Regions from separate parts of the Mus musculus genome. Here all the other regions are linked to region 1. A link is a contact called in public HiChIP or PLAC-seq, Micro-C and promoter capture Hi-C data. All regions are on one chromosome and are shown on one strand. The core of a region is the stretch at or near the end of the contact, and the rest is flanking DNA. Distances in the headings are between cores, read along the strand shown.

Region 1 (4,084 bases), core at 457-2,956:
CAGGGCTGAGATTGCAGGTAAAAGTCATCGTTGCTGCACAGAATGAACAAAATTCTTGAACAGAAATCTGCCTGCCTCTGCCTCCCAAGTGTGGGGATTAAAGGCGTGTGCTACCACCTCCCGGCTCAAAATTCTTAAAAGTAAACAGCTTTGGAGAATAAATAAACGACCAGCTTTACAGTTCAGTTTTGAGCACCGTGAAAAATCATGGACAGGAAATGGTCATGGTCCCATCAAGTCACAACCTGTTGAAAGCTTGGGAACTATCCAACCCCCAGTGTCTTATCTTATCAGCTCTGCCCATAGCTGCTAGGCAGCGACCTCTTTGTACGAAGCAAGGGGTTGTCCATCCACTCCCTCGCTGCCTTTCATTTTCTGTCAGCTACGGTGCCGCCAGCCAGTCCTGCTTTTCTGTGGTACTACAACCCTAGATGTCCCTCAGGCTTTTACTCCCAGGCATCTGCTTTTGATGTGTGGAGGACTCCGCTGTGGGTTGAGGCAGAAAATTCTGATGACTCAACACACCCTGGGGGCCTGGAGTGTGAAGCAGGTGGGTGAAGACCGGCTGGAGAGTCCTCTCTCTCTGTCCGCATCTACTACTGAGTGATGGTAAGGCTTCTGAGATGGAAGTCTCCAGAAAATGATTCTTAGGTCCTGCCTCCGCCTACACTTCCAGGTGTGCCTTCCCTGCCCTTAATTGCCCTATGAAAAATCTTAGTTTGCCCTTGGAAAGTTACACTCCTAGCTGAAGAGAAATTTATAATCATAGCTCTAGGGACACAAAGGCACGCTCGCTTTGATTTGCAATTGCAAAGCCAACTATTGCTTTTCTATGGCCTGAAGTACAGGGCTGTGCTGGTTGAAACTTTGTGTGCTGCCTGAAAAAGTTTAGAAACTCAACTCGGAGGAGGCCATACACCAAGTTCTCTCTCCCCCCCCCCCCTTTCTTTTCTTGTTTTCCCCAGGCTCTGTGATGGTTTCCAGGGCTTTTCAAATGAGGAGGGGACAGCAACAAAGCATGCACCATGCAGGGCGTCCACCAAAGCTCTGCAAGAGGCCTGGCGCTGGGGTGAGCACAGGAGGGGCCAGGGGTGACGGAGGTGGGTGTGTCTGCTGTGGAGGGTCAAGGGAGCGCCGCGAAGGTACTGAATGAAAAGCTTAGGCTCCCCTCACCCCCACCCCCTCCCCGACCTGCAGCAGCGCGGGAAGTTCAGTGAATGACTGGGGGAGGGGACCACAGGAGGCAGAGTCGCTGTGGGTGCCACGCAGGTAAGGAGAGCAGAGCGGCTTGGGAGGAAAGGCGCTTTGGGGTGCGGGGAGTTTCTGACTTGTGCTCTGTGGATGTGGCAGAAAGCGCCAGAAGGAGGAGAGGTAAGGAGGCTGGCACCCGTGCCTCTTCTGCTGCCTGCCTGTTCCTTGAGCCCGGGAAGTTGGAACTGGGCGGCAGTAAAGCCCCGGGAGTTGTGACTCTTGTCCTCCAGCACAGTGCTGCCCTCCGTAGGCTCCGGGTTGTGCTGGGGTGAGGCTTGGGTTGGGTTGGCCCGGCGGCTGCGTGAACTGCGGAGCTGGACCTAGCAGGTAAAGACACGGCGGCCGGGTGTCCCTTGGCGCGGCGCGGGTGGCGACCGCCCCGCCTCCCATCGGCGCGATCGGCTCGCACTGTCCCACCACCCGCCGCTTTGTAGCCGTGCGCGTGAGCGCCTGAGTGCGCGCGCCCGCGGGCCCGGAGTGGGTGGGTGTGCGCGCGTGTGTGAGGCCGCCTGCAGGAGGCGAGGCTGCCCTGGCCTCCCGCACCAGCCGGTGGAACTCAGCCCGGGAGGGAAGTCGCCGCAGCCGCCCGGGCGGCCCTCCCGACCTTTGGCCAGGTCAGTGCGCCCCAGGGTCCGTCCAAGTGACACGTAGGTGGCCTCCTGTTGCTTACCTGGATCGGGTTGGGGACGCGAGAGGGCTGGCAAGGGGCTCCCCAAGTTTATTGGTGCCGCGTCCCCGACGACTTAGATGGCTCGGGTGTCCGCGCGTCCCGCGCTCAGTTCACTGCTCACCAGAGACTTTGTCGTCCCTTGAGTTTAAGGAATTTAAACTGAAGTTTCCTTGAAGCCGCCCTAGGCTTAGTCTGTACCTGGGAAATGCAAGGCGGGGAAAAACCTGATTTTGCTTGAATGGGTTGATCGGCTGTTTGCTCCTGTAGGGAGGGAGACTTTACTGTGAATGGTTTTAAACTTTAGGCTTGTTTTTCTTTGCTGCCATTTGGTCTTTGATGTGAGGCACCCAGGGCTTGTTGCTGCTTCCAGGCTGGGGCCCTAGACTGTCTCTTTTCTCAGTCCTTTCTTCCTCGTCTCCCGTTTTCTTTCTTCCTTTCGCCTGTGTTTCTTCTTCTTCTTCTTTTTTTTTTCTTTTTAGTTGAAATCTTCGGAGCTTTCCTTCCATGTGGGTTTCCAGCGAGTACTGGCTTGTGAAAAGTTTTACTCTTAAGCTATACCCATCGTCAGAGATACCTATTGCTAACTGCAACTAGAAGAAGGTAGCTAGTTATTAAAGCGGAATCCTCTATTCGTTTCGACAGAGCTGCGTGCTTATCCTTTTGTGTAAGTGTCTTTTGCTCACCTAACATGACTATGAAGTCAGAAGTCCGGGTTTCAAAGTCTTAGAAAATGGAAGAACATAGTCTCTTTCAGATGGAATGAATACCAAGGAAGAGGAATCAACATTACGCTTAAGGCCCCGTGCACCACAGCCAGCTGCATTAAAACACAGCTGTAATAGCATCTAGTTTTTGCCCTTGGTTCCTCCAGATGCAACATCATGAATAATAATCACCAGGGCTCTAATATTTTTTAAAATTCTATTTTATTTTTCCTTTTCTTTGGTCTTGAGTGTGAATTTGAGGGAAAAAATGTAGAAAGAGAGGGAAGCAGTTTGAGGCGGAAAGGCTGAGAAGGGTGACTTGCAGAACCACATCAGAGCCTCCTTGTACACAGCGTCCCCTAGCGGTGTACCCTGAACGGGTTCTGGGCTCCTGGGCTTGGTGTCCTCATCAGGAAAATGAATGGGTAGGATGATCTTTGCTGTTTCAGCCATCTTCCCTGTAACTGGGAACTAAGGGTGGGTGATTCCTCCATGAGAGACTAGTTGAAGTTGAAGAAGGAAAATGAAGAAAAATTAGTCTTGTGGGGAAATGGGAGGGCAACAGAAAGAAGGTGGGATGAAAGAAACCCGTCAGGAGGGGGATGCTTGGAGAGAGGGACTTAAGTAGGAGTTGGCTTTCTCTAGCCTGCCTGCCTGCCTGCCTGGTTCCTTTCTTCCTTCCTTCCTTCCTTCCTTCCTTCCTTCCTTCCTTCCTTCCTTCCTCCCTCCCTCCCTCCCTCCCTCCCTCCCTCCCTGACTTCCTTTCTTTCCCCTCGAAAGAAAGCAATAATTTCTTCTCCTGCCAACCTTATTATTACAAACCTGCGAGGCTGCTTAAATCTGACATGAGGTCTAAGTGATCCTTGCGGTCTGGCCTCTACTAGGCACCACCTACCCACCCACCCTGCCCTTTGCATCTTCAGCTCAGGGGAGCTGCCACCATCCCCCAAAGCTCAGCGTCCCTGTGAATGATGGTAAAGAAATCACAGAAGAGAAAATTTAAGTGGCAGCATGTCAGAGACGTCTGTTTCTATTCAGAGTTAGTATTCTTCAGAACGTAACTTGATTTTGTTTTCCAGGTTCTGTTATAGGTGTTGGTTTTTACAGAATCTGTTGTTTGACCTAGTGGGACATCCAGGGGACGAATAAATCCTGGTTGCTGAGTCTTTGAGGACATAATAACATTCGGTCTGAAATTTGTGATTTTTTTTTTTAGGAAAAGGGATCTCTTCAGACACTTGGTGTAAAAATTTGTGCTCGGAACAGAACACACCATGCTGATTTCAGTGGGAAGTTACAAGTATTTGACTCATAATGTCTTTAGAAGTTTAGTTTAAGGTCAAGTTTTTAATGTCTGTGCTTAATGTGTGGCCACCCCCCCTCAGTCCCTTCTTCCATCCTTTCCTCTCTCCCCTCCTCCTCCTAATCTGCTCTCTTCCCTCCCTTCCTCCCCTCCCTC
Region 2 (4,084 bases), core at 568-3,067, 480 kb before region 1:
ACCACTAGGTGTCGCTGCCCCCTGTATGGCTTTGATCGTTCTCTTTCTAGTCTGGGTTCAAAATTCAGCCTTTTCCAGCCAGACCGAGGCCTCTGACCCCACCCTTACTTTCTGGCATACTTCTTGCTCATCCACGGTCTGGATCAAACTTCTTTAGTTTTTCGCCCTCAAAATCCTTGGTGGTCAGATACTAGCGAGGAAAAAGGAACCACAAGCGGTACAGGCCTCCTATCTGGGTGTCAAGGCTGTGACTGCCCAGGCTGGTGAGCTCCACCGTGGACAGTAAGCACTTCCTTCGCCCTTTGCTAACTCCTGGTTCACTGTCCCACAAGAAAACACAGCTTCCTGTTTCACAAGACAGCCATCGCCAAAAGCTGTAATCCGTAATCAGAGGCACTTTATACACATCTCCTTTTTTCCTGTCCCCGAAGATGTCACCCCAAACCCTTGTTTCTTCTACAGTCACCTTGCCTCCATTTTCCTTGACAAAATAAAAAAAATCTTTCCTATCAACCCAAAACCCTTTTTATTTTCGAAGAAAAAAAGGAAGTTATTTCTTTAAAACTTTTTTATTTTTAACCTGTCGGGCTTCCCCTACACCTTACTGGCACATCTCTGTACTGCGCGCCTCTTGTCCCTGGTTGTCTGAAATAATTTTGTGTATTAGTTTACCGTATCCACCCGAGTTCCCTATTCCCTGGAGTAGCACCAGGTCGAGGGCTAAAACAGAGGGAACTGACTAGCATGATGGTGTGTCCATACCTACCCACACACTTGGAATCACACTAGCTGCCAATCACACATTCAGCCAACAGAGTAAATCCTTGGCTGTGTTTGCGGGCCTTCATTTTAATTTTATCTCGCGGGTGTTTTGCCTGCATGTTTGTGCACACCTTGTGCATGCCTGGTGCCTGAGGAAGCCAGAGGAAGACATCGGGTCCCCTGAAACTGACGTTACAGACGGTTGTGAGCAACCTTGGGTGTGTGCTGGGAATTGAACCGGAGTCGTCCAGAACAGCAGTCAGTGAGCTGAGCCATCTCTCTAGCCTCCCCACCCCTCTCCTGACAATCCAACTCACCTTCCTCCTTTGAACTGTCCCTGGCAGCACGCTACAAGTTCCGCTCTTTGTCTATTTCACGCTCATATATTTTAATGACCTCTTTCGGCCTTTTTCTGTGGCCGTCTGTCCACACAACGAAATCTCTCCTGGATACCTCTGTAAAATCCACAGATCCAAAACGGAACTCACTTCCTCAACTCTCAAGGATCCCCCATGGGGCAGCAGAGGAAGGCAGAGCATCCTTCTCCAGCATCCATCTCGCTCGCATCTGTTCATTCGGTGGCCTCCCTCCCCATCTCTAAGCATCATCCTCCCGCAGCCGGGTGGGCAGAGTCCAGGTCGCCAGCGTGTCGCCAGCCTGTTGTAGACACGCCCACGGAGCCATCGGACCTGGTCCCTGGGACAGGCTGTGTCGCCAGAAGCACCCGGGATTCGGCCTGAAACCACCCCGCATCCACGCGCGGCTCGCGAGCACCCGAGGCCCCGGTGCGCGCCCGGCCCGGTAGCTCCCACTCCCGCCAGGCCGCGGTCTCCTGCGGGCCGCTCGGTCGCCCGTGGGGCTGGCGCTGGGGTCCGGCTGGACGAACGCTCACCTTGATCCTCTCCACGCCAGCCTCCAGCTTCAGCTGCTCCACCAGGCGCTGCAGGGCGCTCACGCTGGCCCCGGAAGACATGGCGGCTAAGGCTGCGCGAGGCTGGTTCGGCTGGGAGGAACGACCGCCGAGCGGGGTGCCGCCCCGGGGCGGGGTAGCCGCCGCGCCCGCCCCGCTGTCCCCGCGCTGGGGTCGCGAGCTGCCCGGCCCCGGTCGCCGGTGCCTCGGAACAAACCTAGGTGGCGCCTGCGCTGCGAAGGGAAGGACACTAGGACTTCACCGAAGAGCTAGTCAAACCTTCAAGGATATCCTGCTCGTTGGTCTGATATGGAATGAAATTACACCAGCCCTCTCACCCACTATCTATGGCCATTGTTTCCAGTCTTCTCCCGAGTTTTTTAAGTGTGCACATTGGTTTTACAAAACTGAGACCATTACGTTAAAACTTGAGGTTTTTTAGTTTTCTTGTTTCCTTTTGTTTTTTTTTTACACTTACTATGTAATAACTATATCGCCATCTTATACACCACCGTATCTGTCTGCACTGGGTAGTGCATAAGCTGGGTAGTGCATAAAGGCAATATGGATGAGCTTGCTAAACTTCAAAGCCCAAAGACTTTAAAGCATTGGTTTAATTACTTTAAAAAAGCTTCAAGGCCCCTCCCCAATCCAACCACGGGCGTCCCGGTTGAATTGGGGAGGGACTGGAGGAAGCTGACCTCATCGGAAGACCAGCAATCTCAACTGACCTGGACCCCCGAGATCTCTCTCAGACATTGGGCCACCTGCCAGCCACACAGCATACACAGGTATAGCAGAGCACTGCCTGGTCTGACCTCAGTGGGAGAAGACGCGCCTAACCCTTGAGAGCCTTGAGGCCCCAGGGAGTGGGGAGATCTGGTGGGGTAGTGGTAGTGGGGTGGGGACATCCTCTTGGAAATGGAGGGGAGGGGTAGGGGTGGGGTAGGGAGAGAAATGGAATGAGGAACAGTCAGAAAGCAGACCAAGAAGAGGATAACAACTGGACTGTAAAAAAAAAAAATTAAAGAATAATAATTTTTAAAAATTAGGAATAGTTTCAAGGCTCAAATTCTCATCTCCTGATTCAACTCTGAGGGTTGGCCTCATCTTCAAGGTGGATAGACTCAGTAGTGCTGTGGGGGGAAAAAAATCCATGCTTTCTTTTAGCCCTGTCTAAACATATGGGAGAGGAATTAGAATCTCAAATGGGTTCTCCCTGGCTTGTATTGAATACCAGCCTTCCCTTAAACCAATTGCTACTTAAAAAGGATTTGCTGTTGAAGTACCCAATTTCCAATCTGCTGAGTTTTCTCTGGACTTAAGAACCATCCAGGGCAAAGTCACCCACAAAACACACCCACAGCCGGGCGTGGTGGCCCACGCCTATAATCCCAGCACTTGGGAGGCAGAGGCAGGCGGATTTCTGAGTTTGAGGCCAGCCTGGTCTACAGAGTAAGCTCCAGGACAGCCAGGACTATAGAGAGAAACCCTGTCTCGAAAACACCCCCCTCCCAAAAAAAACAAAAAAAAAAAACCAAACCAAAACAAACAAACAAACAAACAAACAAAAAAACCAAACAACCAAAAAAAAAAAAAAAAAACCCAAAACCCATACCCACAGCCAGTCTCCATTCAGTGAGATTTTCCCCCACCCTCAACCCCCTCAGATTTAGGCAGTCGGATTTACCATTCCAACTCTGGAGTTCCTTCCGGGGTCATCTGAGGGTCAGCTTCTCCTTCTGCCCAATCCTTGTTTACAGCATTCGGTAATAAGTACTAGTTAGGAGGGCTGGCCCCAATGAACTTCCAGCTTGAAAACCTTCATCTCAGAGTCTGTTTTCCTGAAGAACCCAAAACTAAGACACCCAGTCAAATAACAGAGTGAAAAATGATTCTTATAAAGAAAAACATCTGAGATATAAAAAGCAACAGAAGAGAATATAAACTATTAAAACATAAAGGCTCTAAAGCAATTATTCTTAGCTATAACTGGATCATAATTAATCAACTGCCCTATTACTTAATACAACAATAACTATACAACTTGTGCTTTCTGCTCTACTTCCTAGGCAGCATGCTAAAAGTAGAAAGAATGGGTCAAAGAGTACCAATATTTATGCCAAACATGGTAGCACATGCCTGAGATCCCATGACTTCAGTGACTTCAGAGGCTGAGGCAGGAGTGACTGAGTACAAAGATAATGTGGATTAGAAGTCTCTGTCTCTCTTCTTTTCTTAACTTTTTTTCCAAGAAAGTTTTTTGTGAGGAGCCGCCCTCACATTTGCCATTATAAGATGGCGCTGACAGCTGTGTTCTAAGTGGTAAACATAATCTGCACACGTGCAGGGGCAGTTTTCCCGCCATGTGTTCTGCCTTTCTCGTGATGACAACTGGGCCGATGGGCTGCA
Region 3 (4,084 bases), core at 1,176-3,675, 430 kb before region 1:
GACTGTGGACCTTGGGGCCAAAGGGTGGAGTTTTTCATAACCACTGGCGTTTACAGCACATTACCCCAGCTCAGCTGTTTCTCTCTCTTCCTTTTTTCTCAATTTATGTGTTTGGAAAAATATCCATTTCTTACTCTTCTTACCACAGGTAACTATTCTGACACGTTCCAGTTGTGTGTATGTGTGGTGCATGTGTGTGCACCTGTGTGTGTGTATGTGTGCATGCATGGTGTGCACATGTGAGTGTGTGTATGTGTGGTGTGTAGTTGTTTTTTTGTGTTCTTTTCCTTTCTTCTCATCTTCTTTTTTTCTCTTTTGTTTGTTCCTTTTTTCAACCTTCATTTTTTCTCTGTTTCTCTGTTATTTATTTCTTTGTTTGCTCCCATTTCTCTGTCTCTGTGTCTCTGTCTATCTCTGTGTCTCTCTTTCTTTTGGACAGAGTCCATGTTACACAAGAGCAGGCAGGGCTTGGGTGTTGCTCCTTTGGTAACTGTACATGCCTGAGGCCCCGTGAAGACATGGTCACAAGGAATTTGAGTCCTAACTGACACCTGTATTTAAGCCCCTCCCTCTCCAGAGCCTTCTCAAACCGAGGCAGCAGCAGACTCTTACCTAAGTCCCTGATATAGTGCACTCATATGAAGTCATTTAATTTTTTTCTTTTAATGATCCTTTCTCCAAATATATTTATAGCCTGAGCTAGGATGGGATGGAATGAATGGGGGCAGAATTCAGTCCTTACCAGAGAAATTGCGTAAAATGTGGATTTTTAGATTGTGGGGTATAACCTAGCAATCAAAAGACATTCTATACTTGATGCCTATGGAGATAAAGGTGTTAGAATAATGGAGTTCTTCATACAAGGGTGCATTATAGATTGTAGTCATGGAGCAGAACACCAGAAGAAGCAACTCCAGCCTTGAGGAATTAGTGGTTGTATACCTCAGTTAGGGAATAATACGATACAATAGAATAAACAAATAATAAACTATATCTGTCTATTTGGAAGATGTCTGTGACATTAAATCAGACTTCCCTCACCCCTTCCAAAAAACCTCGAGGCTGGGGACACAGCTCAGTGGCAGAGTACAGACTGGACATCTGTGAGGCCTGGGGTTCAACCAAATGAACACATAAGTAAACAAAGAAATAGAAGGACTCCAATTTGGTTAAAAACCAGAAAAGTCCTTTCTATGTATTCCTGAATGACCAGAGCAAAGGAATGAAAAGCAGTCAGTGACAGTAAAAACCGTGGATTCAAAGAAGACGAAAAGAAGACGGAGACTAAAGAAGGGGTGATGGCGACTAAAGAGTTAAAACATTTTTGCACTATGGCATGGCTTAGGAAGTTAGCCTGAGTCTTGGTGACCCATCAATGAACAAGTCGCTGAGATCTGGCACCCATTCTCCCACAGGCTGGTCCTAAGGTGAGACACAAAGATGGAAAATAAGAGGGACAGGAAGGGAGAGAAGCTGATCGCTCAAAAACCTGGGTAGGTTCCCTATGGGGATCAGAAACTCCAAGATAAAAGGTCAAGGTCGCCTAAGGAGAAGGTGGTGGTGGTGGGGGGGGGGGGGGTTCTGAGCCCATCACCTCAAGCAAGATTGTTCAACGAATGTTTGTGACTTAAGAGTTTTTTTGTTTTTTTGTTTTTGTTTTTTTTTTTTAATGAACTGGGTGCTCTCTCTGCCGTGAGCCTGAGCAACGGTCCTCAGGAAGCCTCCCTAACGTTTCCTTTACAGAAGGGCGGTCTTTAGGACAGAGTAAACCAGCTTGCACCCCACCCCCTTCCATAGTTAAGCTTAGGTGCAAATTATATTCTTTGAGCGCTGTGACTTAGGCATTGCCCGGGAGCATAGATTTCTAAATGTTCTGCTTACATCCTTACATCGAAAGCAAGTGTTTTCCCTCACCATTAATAAACTAGCTGTCTTTGGGACTTAACCTGAACGGGATTCTTGATCTGGGGACACCAGGCTGCTGGAAGCAAGCAATGCAGACTCCATCTCCCCACTGCCACAACTACATTTTATTTCACCTTATTCTTTACGAAATATATTTTTAGATGCCATGACTGCACACCTTCTTTGTTAAGGTTTCAGAGAACCTAGCACCGGCCTCACGACAGGAAGTAGTCAGCAGCAGCAGCTGGCTTAACTAATGCTGGCCAGAGGTGGTAGGATTTTTCCTGAATTAACTGTGTAGTAGTTTCTTGTTTTCTTTGCTTCTGATGCAAACATAAATTGTGAACTTAAGCAAAAAAGAAAAAAAATATTTAAACACACACACACACCCCTCCCAATGTCCCTTCCCTGCTGTGTGTGGGCAGAAGCTCCAAAGCTTCCAGAAGTTGCCCCTCCCTGGAGAAGCCCCGCCCTCACCGACCGCCCAGTATAAGTCAAGTCCTGGGCGCTTTGCGAAGCATTCAGAGCGGTCTCCCGGGAAGGAGTTTCTGTGAGCTTGTGTAAGTAGACTCTACACTACTCTATTTGAGCCCTCTCTTTTCTCTCTTCCCTCCTCCAACCCCTTCTTTCTCCCCGCCGAGCATCTAGAGCCTGGTTGAGCAAGTGAGCACGGCAGGCACCCCCAATCCACCCCACCGGTACTCGGCGACTCCTGGGTTCTGCACTTAGGAAGTTAGGGAGGCCGGGGTCGTCTCGCGGTCCTGCACGCCCTTGAAGAGATTGAGACCCGCACTAGGAATAGGGCAAAGTCTGGCTGCCTGTTCCGTTGTGGGTGCATGGAGCGCGACTGCCAGCACCCAGGAAGGCCTGGGCAACAGAGTTTGCAGGATTGCCAAACTGATTCAAAAGAGAAGACAGGGGTGGGGATTTGCGCATGCGCAGTGAAAGCTACACTTGCAAGTCAGGCCATGTACGGAGAGGACCCTTTGCAAGGGGGACCTACTAGACCTGTGGCGACTTCAGAAGGACCAGGCGCTGCCTTTTTGGAAAAAGAGACGGAATTATGTATTCTTAAAACACAAGGGAAACCCGCCTGTGAAATAGATGTCTCCGCGTGTGAAAGTGCTTATCACACAAGTCCCATGACTTGAGTTCGATCCCTGAAACCACGGGTGGAAGGCGGGAACCCACTCCTGAAGTCGCTTTAGGCTCTCGGTGACACGCAAGCGCCCTCACCCACACACCTGCATCATGTACACACGAACTAGTAATAACAGTAAACTAGATTAAACCTGAGCGAGCATGCCTGTTATATCTTGGCATGTAGAAGCAAGAGGATGGAAGGTTCCAAGATAGCTTCTGCTATAGTGAGTTCAAGGCCAGCCTTGGCTACACAGACGGGCGCTGTAATCAGAAAAACAAGTTGAGCTGGGCAGTGGTGGCACATCCTTTAGTCCCAGCACTTGGGAGGCAGAGGCAGGCGGATTTCTGAGTTCGAGGCCAGCTTGGTCTACAGAGTGAATTCCAGGACAGCCAAGGCTATACAGAAAAACTCTGTCTCAGAAAAACTAAACCAAACCAAAACAAAAATCTAAGAAAAAGAAAAACAAGTTGAACTCATGAATATGGGGTGAAATGATAGTTATTAGAGGCTGAAAAGGGCTAAAAGTATTTGTGAAAGGGTACAGAAACATGAGTGTGGCTCTTTAAACAATAATGATATATAATAATAATAATAATAGTTCAAACCAAGCAGATTATTTCTCATGAAAATAGAAGCTAAAGAAGGCGATGGGTATGTTAGGCACTCTACATTGCAGACACTGTGTCCTATCAAGGTAAGTTTAAATTTGTCAATTAAAAAAAAATCTTACTTTGCAGGGCAGGTGACATGGAGGCTGGAGAGATGACTCAGACGTTAAGATCACTTGTATAGGGTTCGGTTCCGATTACCAGGCCACATAATGGTTCTCATGAAGCTCGGATTGTAAGATCACTAAGGCCAGCCTGGGTTTCGAGAACCCACGTTGCAAACAGCTACAAGCCAATAGGAAGGAAGGGTAGGGCTTTGGATTGGCTCTCCACCCTATGTCCAGGGTGAACTAACTGGTTAGCCTTGATTGCTTATCTGAAGAATTCACTGGGGTCCCACGTGATGATGGGTTGGTCTGGGTTTCTA
Region 4 (4,084 bases), core at 1,004-3,503, 390 kb before region 1:
CAGAAAAGCTCCGCCCAACCAACTATTCTACTAAAAGAAGACTCTTTATGGAATAAAAACTGAAGAGTTAAATAAAGATAATTAAATATACTCTGGCCGGGTAGTGGTGGCGCACGTCTTTAATCCCAGCACTTGGGAGGCAGAGGCAGGCAAATTTCTGAGTTCCAGGCCAGCCTGGTCTATAGAGTGAGTTCCAGGACAGCCAGGGCTAGACAGAGAAACCCTGTCTCAGAAAAACAAAACAAAACAAATAAATATATTCTGCAAGCAGACAGTTACTTCAGAATTAATACTACTCACATACAAAATGAATGGAAGATCTCCCTGGTTCCAAGTGATTCGGGCACAAACCTATTTAACAGGTCCTGTCCTCTTTCAACAAACACATTTCCTACCAGTCACTCAACTCTGAAACCTGATTTCATATTCTACTACCAAATTTCTCCTCCCTAGTCTTACTTTTCATATAGTAAATAACACACTAGACTCTCTCTACCTTAACATTTATTTTATGCGTCTGAGTGTTTTGCCTGCCTGTGTGCATGTGTACCACAAGTGTGCCTGGTGCCCATGGAGGTCAGGGGGTGGCATTGGCTCCCTGGAGCTGAAGATACAGAAGGCTGTGAGCTGCCATGTCTGAGATCGGAACTGGATCTGAGTCCTCTGGAAGAGCAACAGGTGCTCTGAACCTTAGAGCTTCTCTTGTAAGTCTAGTTGTCTTCAATCCACTCTTGAGCTGTAGCCAAAGGATTTCTCCTAATTCTCAAAAGCCGATCCTGTCATTTCCCTGCCTGGAAGCCCTTAACAGGGTCCACCAAGACCAAGTTCAAAGCAGAGGGCACAAAGAATAATCTTAAGATTTGCCTGGATACCTCATAGATCGACACTGCAGCCATACAGAAACCACACACAAAAAACCACACACAGAAATACCACACACAAACTCTCTCTGTCTTTTACACCAGCGAGATTCCCGCCCCCTCATCACTTGGAATGATGCCTTCCTACTCCTAACAATCCTTTGCTCATTCTTCCCAACAGGGCTCCTGGGTCTCAGGGGTGAAGAGCATTGCGGCTTTAGCAGAGGAACCCATAATCAATTCTATTCCTGTCACCTATATAGCAGCCCACAACCATCTGTAACTCCAGTTTCAGGGAATCCAACACTCTCTTTTCTGACAATCGCACAGTGCAGATATACATGCAGGCAAAACACTCATAAACACAAAATAAAACCAGGGCTGGATACTGCTCAGTGATAGAACACTTGCCTAGCATGTGGTTTCAACCCTCATTAACCCCCACCCCCACCCCCACCCCACCAGCGGTTGGGGGAACCTCACAGGAACCATATCAAAAACAAAAGCTCCGACTCTTCTCTGTTGACAGGCCACCACCATCGAGTGAAATTCCTTTTGATCTCTAAATGATCTTTTGCACACAGCCTAGCCTGTGCTGCTTGCATTCATTCATACCATAAATGACTGGGATCTATAAAGATGGGAATGGGCACTGTGGGGACAGGCCTGTAGAGATCACTTACATCTCAGAAATAGGACCCGAGATGTACCACTATTTGGCAGGATATACTAGCCTCTTATTGCAATTAACATAGCATTAACCATCCACCTCAGGACCCGACACCCAGCACGCGAGATGTCATTTATTTCTTTGCTAACCATCAGGCGCCCACCATGTCACCTGGCACCCCTTTGGGTACCTGGGACTCCGCAGTGACTGAGACATGCGCAGCTGCTTCAACAGAGGCTCTGTGAAAATGTGACGCAGGTACTGGTTCCCAACGCGTAGGAGAAAGTCAGCGGCAATTTACCCCACAGGTGTCAGCTGGCAAAGCCTGGAGACCTCCAGCTTATTAGGAACGCGGAGGAAGGACGATCCAGGTTTCTGATTGATACAGCCAGAGACGCTGTTCAACATCTAATAAAAGGATCAAACGCATACACATACATTCACGCGAGCAGACACACCAAAGAATTATATGGCTCAAAATACCAATGGTGGCGAAGTTTTCAAGACTTGAGCACAGGGTGGTATGGAAGGACGGGAAGGCGCGGTGCTGCTGAAGTGCACGCCCCCGCAGCTGCAGCTGCAGCGCAGCGCGCCTGGTGCGAGGGACGCTCTGGGTCCCAATCCGCCCAAGGCGTGCGCTCGGAGCCCACAACCCGCGCAGCCCCGAACCGAACGGCGGAAAGCACCAATACCTGCACCAGCATCCGCAGCCAGCTGCACCGCAATAAGCGTTCAGAACCTTGTCCCGCAGCAGCTGCGCGCGCAAGACTTCGGGACCCACTGCGCCTGCGCAAAGGCTAGGAACTACGATTCCCGGGGTCCGCTGGCCTGGATTTCAGAAACTCCAGTGCTTTCCATAGGCTATTATCTGGCCTGTTGCGCATGGTCACAGAAAAGCGTCTGGGGGGCTCAGCTGCTAAATTATTGCTGCGCCAGAGGCTTAGAGGCCTAGAACACACTTAGGTTTTTAGATCTAAGCAGTCCGGCATCCACAGTAACCTTAAATCTTCCTCAGCTTCTCCCAGCACCACTGTTCATTAGAATGCAAAGTTGCAAAAAATCCACTGAGGAAACATTAGGGATGCCTTTAATGTAAACCATAAGTAACACAGCAAAAACACTATACAAATGTCATCCTCTGGCTTCCACACCTGCCACCATGGTCCAAGGGCAAGCACCCTACACAAAGCTTTGCCTGCACTGTTGCAATAGCTTCTTCGTTTCCCCCCTTGTCCATCACTTATACCATGTCTAGGCAGATTATGTCCCTCCCAAGGAAGGACTGCTCAAAACGCTAGTATCTTAGTTACTTGCTCTTTTACTGTGATAAAATACCCTGACAAAGGCAACCAAGGAGGAAAGGGATTTATTTCAGCTCGCAGCTCAAGGTACGGTCCTCATGGCAGGGAAGTCAAGGCGTCAGGAGCCTGAGGCAGCTGGTCACGTGGCATCCACAACCATGAAGCAATGAGCTGTGGATGCATGCTGGTGCTCATGTCCCTTTCTCTACTTATACAATCTAGGATTTCCTGCCCGGGAAATGGTGCCACCCACAGCAGGCAATCAAGATAATCCCACATAGGCATGCCCATAGGCATGTCTACCAAGTGATTCTAGAGGTGGTTTAACTGATAATGGAAGATAGAGCCGTGGCATCCCAGTATCCCAGAGATGATAGTAGTACTGGAATGTGGAGACATACAGCAGCCATTGATGGGCAGGAGCAAGTTAACACAAGTGAGGCAGATCACATTTAGTAAAGATGACCACATCAGCATCTATATCTACTCTAGAAGATTGTCCTACAAGTATACTGCTGATGTAACTCCTTTGAGAGCAGTTTCTAGATTTTTGAAATTAGGGTGACGGCTCTTAGCTCATAAAGTCCAGAAATGGGCCGAGGGTGCTGTTTAATGGTACTGCAGCTGCCAAAGAGCATGAAGTTTGCTTCTGCGTTTGCTTCAGATGGAGGGTGGGGTGTTCATTTGAATGTTTAAAAGCAGGATCCATCCATCATACAACCCAAGTTTTTTTGTTTTGTTTTGTTTGTTTTTATTATTTTTAAAAGATTTTATTTATTTATTTTCTTACTTATTATATATATATATATATATATATATATATATATATATATATGATGAGTGCACTGTAGCTGTCTTCAGACACACCAGAAGAGGGCATTGGATCCCATTGCAGATGGTTGTGAACCACCATGTGGTTGCTGGGAATTGAACTCAGGACCTCTGGAAGAGCAGTCAGTGCTCTTATCCACTGAGCCATCTCTCCAGCCCTTGTTTTTAACTTATAACAAAGTGGAATTGTTATTATCTCCATACCCTGAATTTTAAATTCTCCTAACTAGAACAGATAGTGTGTACTCTTTATATAAAGATGGCTTCTTTCATTCACTATTATGCCTATGACATCTGTCAAAATTGTTGCTTATGGTTATGAACTAGCTGATCTCATTGCTGCATGGCATTCCCCTGTGATTAGTTATTTACATTAGTTTCCTGTTTATACAGCTCATAACTCAGCACCTGTTCTGCTACAT
Region 5 (4,084 bases), core at 496-2,995, 350 kb after region 1:
GTGGAGCAGTGTTCAAATCTACATTTTCTTCTGGAGTAACCTGACTGGGAGGACGGGAATGGGGTCCCATCTCACTTTTCAGTTTTTAGTATTTTGCATTCAACTAAGTACATTCTTGATGATCAGTGCTGGAAATGGGACTTGGAAAGCATTATGAATAAAGGAAGTGATGTGACTGGCCAGCGTTTATTGAGCACATGCTGTGTTCTGAACACATCCCTAAGAGTTTTACTATTTAATGATTTAATCCTTGATATGTTATTATTCCTCCATTTTCCAAATGAGCAAACTGACACAGCCAATAAATAGCACAGCCAGGGTTTCATTTCAGGGAAATTGATCCAAGAGCCCTGCCACTTGGGCCTGCACGCTCTGACACCTCTCATGTTGAAGGTAGTTGATTAAATAGAGTTGGAGTTAAACCACTCACTGCTGGAGAGCAGCGGAACTCTGGGGTCATTTGATTCCAAGGCAAAATAAAAGTAGACACTGGACCAAAGCCCAGAGGTGATGGGGGTTTACATAACTACGCAGAGTTCCTGATTCCTAGCTGGAATCTTTTAGGCAAGGGCTCTGCCTTTCATGTAATAAGTATGTGCTTCAGCGTGCACAGCTTTGAGGTCTTAATTGGAAAAATCACTCCAAGTAGCAGCTGGTATTCCAAAGGGTATATATGCCAGGACGATCTAATCTGTTGCATCAAATAAAAAGAGGAGGGTGTTAATATCACAGGGTGTCTACTTATAGTTCAAAATTTAGCATAAACTTCTGTCCTCATAGAAGGCTTGCCTGGCCTTGGCTAAAGTCAAGTTTGCCTTTGAAAGCAAGACAAACTTCTGTTTAAGCAAGGTCAGTTGTAATTTTGTGTGTGTGTATACATATATATATGTATATATACATACACACATATATACATATATATATATACATATGTGATACACATAAACATGTGTAATCATACATATTCGTTTCACGTATGAATATCAAGTTGATGGTGACATCACTTTTACCTGCTACAGGTTCCTAGAGGACAGGTCCATGTCAGTTTTCCCCTGCTCGTGTTACCTATAGAGCATCGCAAGCTGCTACGTGGAGGAAAGAATGAACAATACAGGAATGATTAACCGCGGGAAAGGTGAACGATAACTCTGCGTATGTGATGCGCACGGGTGGGCCCCACCCACTTCAACAGCCTGAGATCTGAACAGGTTCTCAGGATTCTGCACCACTCACCAGACAGACCCTTCAGGAAAGTTATGCAAATATCCACTTTGGGAGGCTTAGACACGCATCCCCACCCCACCCCACCCCCCAAGAGTGGAATGAACCCCAAAAGGTGAGCAAGCAGTTTTCAAAGCATGCTTTCAACTCTGCCAGCCCCGCGTGTGTGTTTTCTTCTCCAGTGTTTCCAATTACTGTGGCACTCTCGGTATCCACATCCATCTCCAGCGCATTCCTCCGCAGCTCCTTGCCAGACATATGGGATCAATCAGTGAGCTTGTGAGGGAATGTTGACAGCATGACAGGCGAGGGGTTCTGGTGTCATGGAATCTCCAAGAGTCTTTAGCTGGATCCCAGGCAAGAGAGAGGGGGGAGGAGAGAGATAGAGGAGAGATAGGGAGAGGAGTGGGAAAAGGAAGGAGAGGACAGACAGAGAAGGAGGGAAGCGACTCTGACTTCACTGCCCCCTTCCTTCAAACATTTTATAGGCTTCGGGAGAGAGAAGGAGGAGGAGAGAAACCAAATAGCCGAGAGTCAGAGGAGCACATCCCTCCAGTCCCTCCCGAGTCCCCGAGCTGCCAGAGGAGTCTGGATCGTGTCCCCAGTGTCACATGCAAGGACGCTGAGGTTCGCGGTTGCTACCCCGGGTCCCCTCCGCTTAGTCCGGGAACCTTGGCGCCTCTCTGCGCGCTCGGGGACTGTCGCCTTGCACTCCCCGGGGCCACCGCTCGGTCCCCAGCGGGATGTGGTCGCGCCTGGCCTTTTGTTGCTGGGCTCTGGCACTGGTGTCAGGCTGGACCAACTTCCAGCCCGTGGCCCCTTCGCTCAACTTCAGCTTCCGCCTGTTCCCCGAGGCCTCTCCGGGGGCTCTGGGCAGACTGGCGGTACCTCCCGCGTCCAGTGAGGAGGAGGCAGCAGGGAGCAAAGTGGAGCGCCTGGGCCGCGCGTTCCGGAGCCGCGTGCGGCGACTGCGGGAGCTCAGCGGCAGCCTGGAGCTCGTCTTCCTGGTGGACGAGTCGTCCAGCGTGGGCCAAACCAACTTCCTCAACGAGCTCAAGTTCGTGCGCAAGCTGCTGTCCGACTTCCCCGTGGTGTCCACGGCCACGCGTGTGGCCATCGTCACCTTCTCATCCAAGAACAACGTGGTGGCGCGCGTGGATTACATCTCCACCAGCCGCGCGCACCAACACAAGTGCGCGCTACTCAGCCGCGAGATCCCGGCCATCACCTACCGCGGTGGTGGCACCTATACCAAGGGCGCCTTCCAGCAAGCCGCGGTAAGACCCCCACACACCCAGGCCAGCGGCCTGGGGCCCCTCCTGCCCACCGCTGCCAACCCCTTCTCTAGCCTGGTTCAGCTCCTGCAAGGCTTAAGGTGTCCAAGGGGAGCCAGCGTCCCAAGAAGCACAAATATGACCATTCTCCTGCTGCCCTAGTGAAGGTCCAGACTGAAATGGGTTTTTAAATGCTTAAGGAGGTGTCACATTTCTTAAAGGGTTCCTTGAGGGACCCTAGTAGGAAGGGACCTTTAAGCTCACTTAAGTTTGTGAGGAAACTGTTTATACAAGCTGAAACAGGTATGGTTAACAAATATTTGTGAAGATGGGACATGTAATGAGCTGAGGACAGTCCTAATTCTTTTTCATGACATAGACTTCGTAACTTTGCTTCCAGACTTTAATTGTTTACTAGTTTGTGATAGGCTCTCTCGTGTTTCCAAGACTGGTCTCCGACTTACAACACAGCAGAGCGTGTCCCTGAGTTATGATCCTCCTGCCTCCACCTCCCAAGCGCGGGGATGACAGCCATTGGCCACCATGACTTTATGTTCCAGGTCTTCCTAAACAAATGCTTAGCATATGACAGAAGTAATGTAATTTATATTACTTTTATAAAAATGAGTCTTTTTCCTAACTACAAAGTAATACAAAGTAGGTCATAATTTGGAATACTGAGAAATATTTAAGGCAACCCATCAAGTCAATGTTTGTAGAATAAATGAAACAAAAGAGAATGGGGAATCCGAATAATCTCTTTATCCTTAAAATTCCAGCGGATATACAGTTGAATGTTGTCCAGTATGTTACTCATATGTTATTTCAACAAACTTGCTAACCTACGGTTTTGCAGCCTGCATTCTTCAGCTGTTGAATATGATCAAATGTACATTAATTCATGGTATCCTGTGGCATGACAGTATTGGCTCCCCTTGGAACTGCAGTTACAGGCAGTTGTGAGCTGTCATGCGGAAGTCGGGGTGGGGGTGGGCTGGCAGTGGACTTCAGGCAAGCCATACCTGAGAAAGTCAGTGCTCTTAACCACTGAGCCCTATCTCCAGCCTCATGACAACTGAGTGCTGAGAACTGCTGTGTGGGGAGCACACATTCGTGCCTTTTAAATAAGGAGTTTAGGAAGCCCTCTTTGACTGCTTCTTTAGGAGGGCTTTCTAAATTCCTTATTTAGTAAAATACATGAACATTTGAAAGGTCTTGGTCCACATTGCCACCTCCTCCATTGGAGAGTTGTATAAATTTACATTCTCCTGTTATGTGCATCTGAATACATGATATTTTTTATTGGATATTTTCTTTATTTACATTTCGAATGTTTTCCCCTTTCCAGGTCTCCCCTTCAGACCCCTCTCCCATCCCCCCTCCTACTACCTCTATGAGGGTACTCCCCCACCCATCTACCCACTCTTGTATTCCCACCCTGGCATTCCCTACACTAGGGCTTTGAACATGCTGATGTCCAACAAGGCCATCCTCTGCCACATATGTGGCTGGAGCCATGGGTCGCTCCATGTGTACTCTTTGGTTGGTGGTCTAGTCCCCAGGAGCTCTGGGGGGTCTGGCCGGTTAAC
Region 6 (4,084 bases), core at 588-3,087, 270 kb before region 1:
TGAGTGAGTGAATTAGAGCACAAAAACTTTTGAGCCATGTCACTACAACAGAACTAGCCACAAGCCTTTAACCCCAGCCAGCGCGTGGGAGGTAAAGGGCAGGAGGACCATGAGCTCCAGACCATCCTGAGTTAGAGATAGTAAGGCTCTCTGCAATAGAATTAGAAATTAATTTTTTTAGTATTAAAGGTAATTGTATTAAGGCAAAAGCCAATATTAACTACCACAGTACCATCTTTCCACTAAAGTTCTAAAGTAGAGGAAATAGATATTCTTTCTTATACATAAATTAGAACTTTACATTTTTTAATGGAGCTTAGGCCTTAACATTAGTGTTAAAGTTTTCCTGCTTTGAATTACTTTTTCCTCTTTATTAAAGCCAGGAGAAGTTGAATATGTTAGAAATTTAAATAATAGCTTTAAAACATCTTATTCAGAACACATGGACTAGTATTGCCTCTATTTTTCTAAAATTGGATATGGGTGTCTTAAAGTCCTAGGAGAGTATTTTATCTCTAATATAAACAATATATGTTGATACTCTGATACTGTGGTTTTTATAGTGACACTGTAGTTCATTGGTATTTTATTAGTTTATGGTCATGATTCTCATCTTTATTAATTGAGGATTTCTTGTCCATTGACTTGATTTAGTTAATTGAGAGTGCTTCTACTTTTTATATCTTTACTTTTGTAGCATTTTAGAGTAAAGAGAATTACTTGAAAGAAAATAATTGGCTACAAGACAAATTTCTTTTAGAATAGCATAATTTTGTCTACCTTTTTTGTAGAACTCAGCCAAGATGTTGCCTCAAAGGGGCTTGGGTTGGTTTATGAGCTGGGCAATGAACAAGATCAACAAGAATTGGTGTCTACACTTGTAGAAACACTTATGACTGGCAAAAGGTATAGTGAATTTAACATTTCAGCTATGAATACTTAAGACATTGGGAATATTATGTGGAAGAAGGATAATTCCACCTTCTACTTATTAAGGCATTACATATCAATGATTGTAAACAGTTTAATTATCCCAGTGTATACTGTTTACTTCAGAAAATTTCATACTTGAATGTCCTATGACAGTTAAAGCATTGGATTAGAAAACATTTTAATACCTTTGGCTAAAAAAAGTTAAGGTGTGGTATGAAGAAACTTGAATGTTATTCATAGTCTAATGTTGATGAGTACACGGAAGGAGATTGGTTTTGTAATTGCTTGCTGCTTTCTGTTAGTTACCTCCATGAGGGAAGGGTAGTTTTTATGTGTGACACATTGGCTGTAATTAATCTGAGAAATTTTTTGCTTATATTTGATTTTAGAAAATTTGCAGTCTAGTAGGAAAGAATAGTTTTATATCTTTTATACCCTAGACACAGGTTTTTATCAGTTTGCAAATGGATTGTATCCAATTGTTTATTGTTGGTATGGAAAAATTGAAGCTAATTTAAATTCTTTCTGATTTGTTTTAGAGTCAAACATGAAGTTTCTGGAGAGACAGTGGTATTTCAAGGGGGTGGCCTTGGCAAAACACCTGATGGGTAAGTGTGCTAAATCTAAACACATTGATCAACTAAGGGAGAATAGGAATATTGTTTGTTGATGGATAAATAAAAATGACATGGAAAAAAACCCTACTGTCTTAGATTAGGTTTTCTTGGCCTCTGAGATAGAGATTTGTATGTTGGAAGATTATTGGAGAATACCCTTAGGATTGTCTTTGGGAGCAGTGAGCAGTGTTGGCCTGAAGCCATACCTCACTGGACACTGGATTCCTGAGGAGCTTCAGGCTAGGATGGCGTGGCCCTTCAGGGGTGTCGAGCCACAGAGCCTGGGCCTCTTGCCATACTTCTTAGGCCTTTATGCCTGGCCAGTGAGTAATCATTTGTGGCAGGCTGCTTTGTGGGAGGCCATGACCTCAAAGACCAAAGTTAGTTCTCGGACTGATACTAGGTCTAGAACTGTCTGCTTCTAGGAAGCTGAGTCCTGAATAGACATCTTGCAACATAGAGCTACGTTAAATTCATCTAAATTTTTTCTGGGAATACTTTCTGTGTTTGACTAGTCTGCCTGTTTAGTATTTTAAATTAATTTTGATGTTGTCCCTCTTTAATTATTATTTCAGTGTAGTTATATTGTCATTTTTTTCCTCTTAAGAATTGCCAGATAACATGCCACTTGCTCTGTCTTCCTGTGACATTTGGAACAAGAGAATATTAATATTGTAGGTGGTTTATCTGTCCTGTGCTATCCTATATCTTACTGTTTTCATATTCAAAGTTCTTTTTATATGCTTGTTTTTCTAAATTCTTCTGAGCTCTTTGTTTTCTTCTTTCTCCTCTTTTTTTGGGTGGACAAGGTCTCATTATCTTTGTTGTTTTTAAACTAGTTGGCTCAGTTGAATTCTTTGGTACAACTACAGAGGTACAAACCACTGTACTTGGCTTCTTTACGAATTAAAAAAAGGTGCTAATTTTTCACAATGCTATATTATACCTAGAGGAAATTTAGCATAGAGATACTTTCAAATCACTCATCGTTATGAGAGATTGCATACAACATGATGAACTTGCAAGGTGTCTCCAGAGCCACCAAGAGCTTCACTTCCATGGAACATGCAGGCACATTTTAGGTATCATGTTTGTTACTATCAAATAACTGATAAAAAGCAATGGAGAGTCCATCTGGTTTACAGTTGGAGGCTGTAAGGTCTGTCACAAAAGGGAAGGAATGGCAGTAGATGGCTGCATGGCTGCAGGGGACTCTGCCTCCTAACCTCCTTCCTCCATACACCAAAGATCCACCTCTTGTAGATCCTGCCGCCTTCCAAAACAGTGCCATGAACTGGGAGCCATAGGCTCAAACACTTGACCTTATGGGAGGTATTTCACAATTAATTTGCAACAGGTATTTACTGGCAGAAAGATTTAGAAATTATTGATAATTGAGGTATATGACTTTTTATATACTTCTCAAACTAGTTTTCAGTCTCCTCAGTGATGATTGTGGTATTAGTAACTGAGGGAAATAGAATTTAAAAGAGCCCTGTAATATTGATGCTGAAATTTATGTCAAGCCAAAGATAGCTATAAAAATATTTTATTGTGTTTTTCTTTTTGTTTCTAAGTCAGGGCCTTTCTACTTACAAGGAGCTTTGCTCTCTGGCAAGTGATCTCAGTCAGCCAGATCTGGTATATAAATTTATGAATCTGGCAAATCATCATGCAATGTGGAACTCCAGGAAGGTAAGTTGTTATTTTATTTCATTTCTTCAATTTTTGCTGGAGAACAAACTCGGCATCATGTATATATGACAAGTGCTCTACTACTGAATTACATACCCCTATCTCTTACTGAGGTTTTATTCTTTTACTCCAAAACCAGACTTGTTACATTAGCCTTGTAGTGCCAGTTCATGTATAGTTAATTTTGAAAATCTGCATCTGAGAGCCAGATTACCACATTAGTCATTATTTGGTAAAGCTGGAATACTAAGTAAGGTTCTATTTAGGGGTAAATTTGAGAAAGAGTATTTGAAGCCTTTTTGTATTTGCTATGTTAACATTTTATTATGACAGCCATGTATAAGTTAGTCTTTATTGTTTTCAGGGTGCTGCTTTTGGTTTTAATGTAATTGCTACCAGAGCTGGAGAACAACTGGCTCCTTTTCTGCCTCAACTAGTTCCTCGCCTTTATCGATACCAGTTTGATCCCAACCTTGGAATTCGACAAGCTATGACAAGCATTTGGAATGCATTGGTCACTGACAAGTCAATGGCAAGTATCTGTGAGCCTATGTGTTAGGAAAACTCTGTAGCTTGCCTGTGGCACCACACAGGATTTAAACCAAACACCCGTTGCCCCTTGTATATTTGTTTCCTTTCATTGCTCGTTTGCTTTTTCTTTCAGTGATTCTGTAATATTTACTGAGATCTCAAAAATGAAGGCAATCATAATGTTCACTGGTTGGATAGATAGATAAAAGAACAATAGTCTAACCTCTGGATATGATCTCTACAGTTTTCCCTCCTCTTTGTTGGGCATTTCAGCTAATCTCATCTCTGTTGGGTCCTGGGAGCCTCTT

The links. Promoter capture Hi-C pulls out the DNA fragments that hold promoters and counts their contacts. A called contact is a pair of places that touch in the nucleus more often than the background predicts. HiChIP or PLAC-seq counts read pairs in DNA pulled down with a chosen protein or histone mark.
Region 2: a Micro-C map of embryonic stem cells shows a contact between it and region 1, with 3 times the contacts expected there. The contact joins the promoter of Gng10 here to the promoter of Lpar1 in region 1. A contact is called at or near these places in 3 of 39 promoter capture datasets (liver, pre-B cells and second pharyngeal arch cranial neural crest), 1 of 15 datasets of contacts at CTCF or cohesin (the NIH/3T3 cell line), 2 of 484 Hi-C or Micro-C datasets (both in embryonic stem cells) and 2 of 115 datasets of contacts at active chromatin or transcription factors (embryonic limb bud and large pre-B cells).
Region 3: a contact with region 1 is called in an H3K4me3 HiChIP or PLAC-seq map of embryonic limb bud, with 4 times the contacts expected there. The contact joins the promoter of Ptgr1 here to the promoter of Lpar1 in region 1. A contact is called at or near these places in 15 of 39 promoter capture datasets (the 3T3-L1 cell line, 3T3-L1-derived adipocytes, cranial neural crest and 8 more), 2 of 15 datasets of contacts at CTCF or cohesin (large pre-B cells and pro-B cells), 13 of 484 Hi-C or Micro-C datasets (adipose-derived mesenchymal stem cells, cranial neural crest, embryonic fibroblasts and 5 more) and 8 of 115 datasets of contacts at active chromatin or transcription factors (embryonic limb bud, embryonic stem cells, extraembryonic endoderm stem cells and 2 more).
Region 4: a contact with region 1 is called in a promoter capture Hi-C map of embryonic stem cells, with 2.1 times the contacts expected there. The contact joins the promoter of Zkscan16 here to the promoter of Lpar1 in region 1. A contact is called at or near these places in 4 of 39 promoter capture datasets (the SN4741 cell line, embryonic stem cells, maxillary cranial neural crest and 1 more) and 1 of 9 other capture datasets (embryonic stem cells).
Region 5: a contact with region 1 is called in an H3K4me3 HiChIP or PLAC-seq map of embryonic stem cells, with 11 read pairs. The contact joins the promoter of Svep1 here to the promoter of Lpar1 in region 1. A contact is called at or near these places in 7 of 39 promoter capture datasets (the 3T3-L1 cell line, the C10 cell line, the SN4741 cell line and 4 more), 1 of 15 datasets of contacts at CTCF or cohesin (the NIH/3T3 cell line), 1 of 484 Hi-C or Micro-C datasets (palatal mesenchyme), 3 of 115 datasets of contacts at active chromatin or transcription factors (the NIH/3T3 cell line, embryonic stem cells and neural tube) and 3 of 9 other capture datasets (adipose tissue, liver and pancreatic islet).
Region 6: a contact with region 1 is called in an H3K27ac HiChIP or PLAC-seq map of the NIH/3T3 cell line, with 4 times the contacts expected there. The contact joins the enhancer-like site here to the promoter of Lpar1 in region 1. A contact is called at or near these places in 6 of 39 promoter capture datasets (the 3T3-L1 cell line, 3T3-L1-derived adipocytes, frontonasal cranial neural crest and 2 more), 3 of 15 datasets of contacts at CTCF or cohesin (the NIH/3T3 cell line, large pre-B cells and pro-B cells), 1 of 484 Hi-C or Micro-C datasets (myocytes), 3 of 115 datasets of contacts at active chromatin or transcription factors (the NIH/3T3 cell line, embryonic limb bud and large pre-B cells) and 1 of 9 other capture datasets (adipose tissue).

The regions. Positions count from the first base shown.
Region 1 is chr4:58,550,915-58,554,998 of GRCm38.p6, reverse strand. Lpar1 (lysophosphatidic acid receptor 1) reads left to right here and starts at 1,706. Exons shown (of 4, transcript NM_172989.1): 1 at 1,706-1,865.
Region 2 is chr4:59,032,889-59,036,972 of GRCm38.p6, reverse strand. It overlaps Gng10 (guanine nucleotide binding protein (G protein), gamma 10), which reads right to left and starts at 1,817. Exons shown (of 3, transcript NM_025277.3): 1 at 1,655-1,817. The coding sequence starts at 1,735.
Region 3 is chr4:58,985,419-58,989,502 of GRCm38.p6, reverse strand. Ptgr1 (prostaglandin reductase 1) reads left to right here and starts at 2,425. Exons shown (of 10, transcript NM_025968.3): 1 at 2,425-2,465.
Region 4 is chr4:58,941,797-58,945,880 of GRCm38.p6, reverse strand. It overlaps Zkscan16 (zinc finger with KRAB and SCAN domains 16), which reads right to left and starts at 2,253. Exons shown (of 6, transcript NM_001099323.3): 1 at 2,223-2,253.
Region 5 is chr4:58,204,257-58,208,340 of GRCm38.p6, reverse strand. Svep1 (sushi, von Willebrand factor type A, EGF and pentraxin domain containing 1) reads left to right here and starts at 1,745. Exons shown (of 48, transcript NM_022814.2): 1 at 1,745-2,498. The coding sequence starts at 1,965.
Region 6 is chr4:58,823,859-58,827,942 of GRCm38.p6, reverse strand. It overlaps Ecpas (Ecm29 proteasome adaptor and scaffold), which reads left to right. Exons shown (of 49, transcript NM_172381.3): 27 at 792-906; 28 at 1,473-1,541; 29 at 3,128-3,245; 30 at 3,610-3,777. Among named protein-coding and RNA genes, the nearest start is that of Olfr267, 40 kb to the right of the region's middle. Within about 2 kb of position 1,837, at least 26 of the 459 cell types and tissues checked have an H3K27ac peak or open chromatin away from gene starts, as enhancers often do. A contact at or near this core is called in the NIH/3T3 cell line and myocytes, where this site is marked.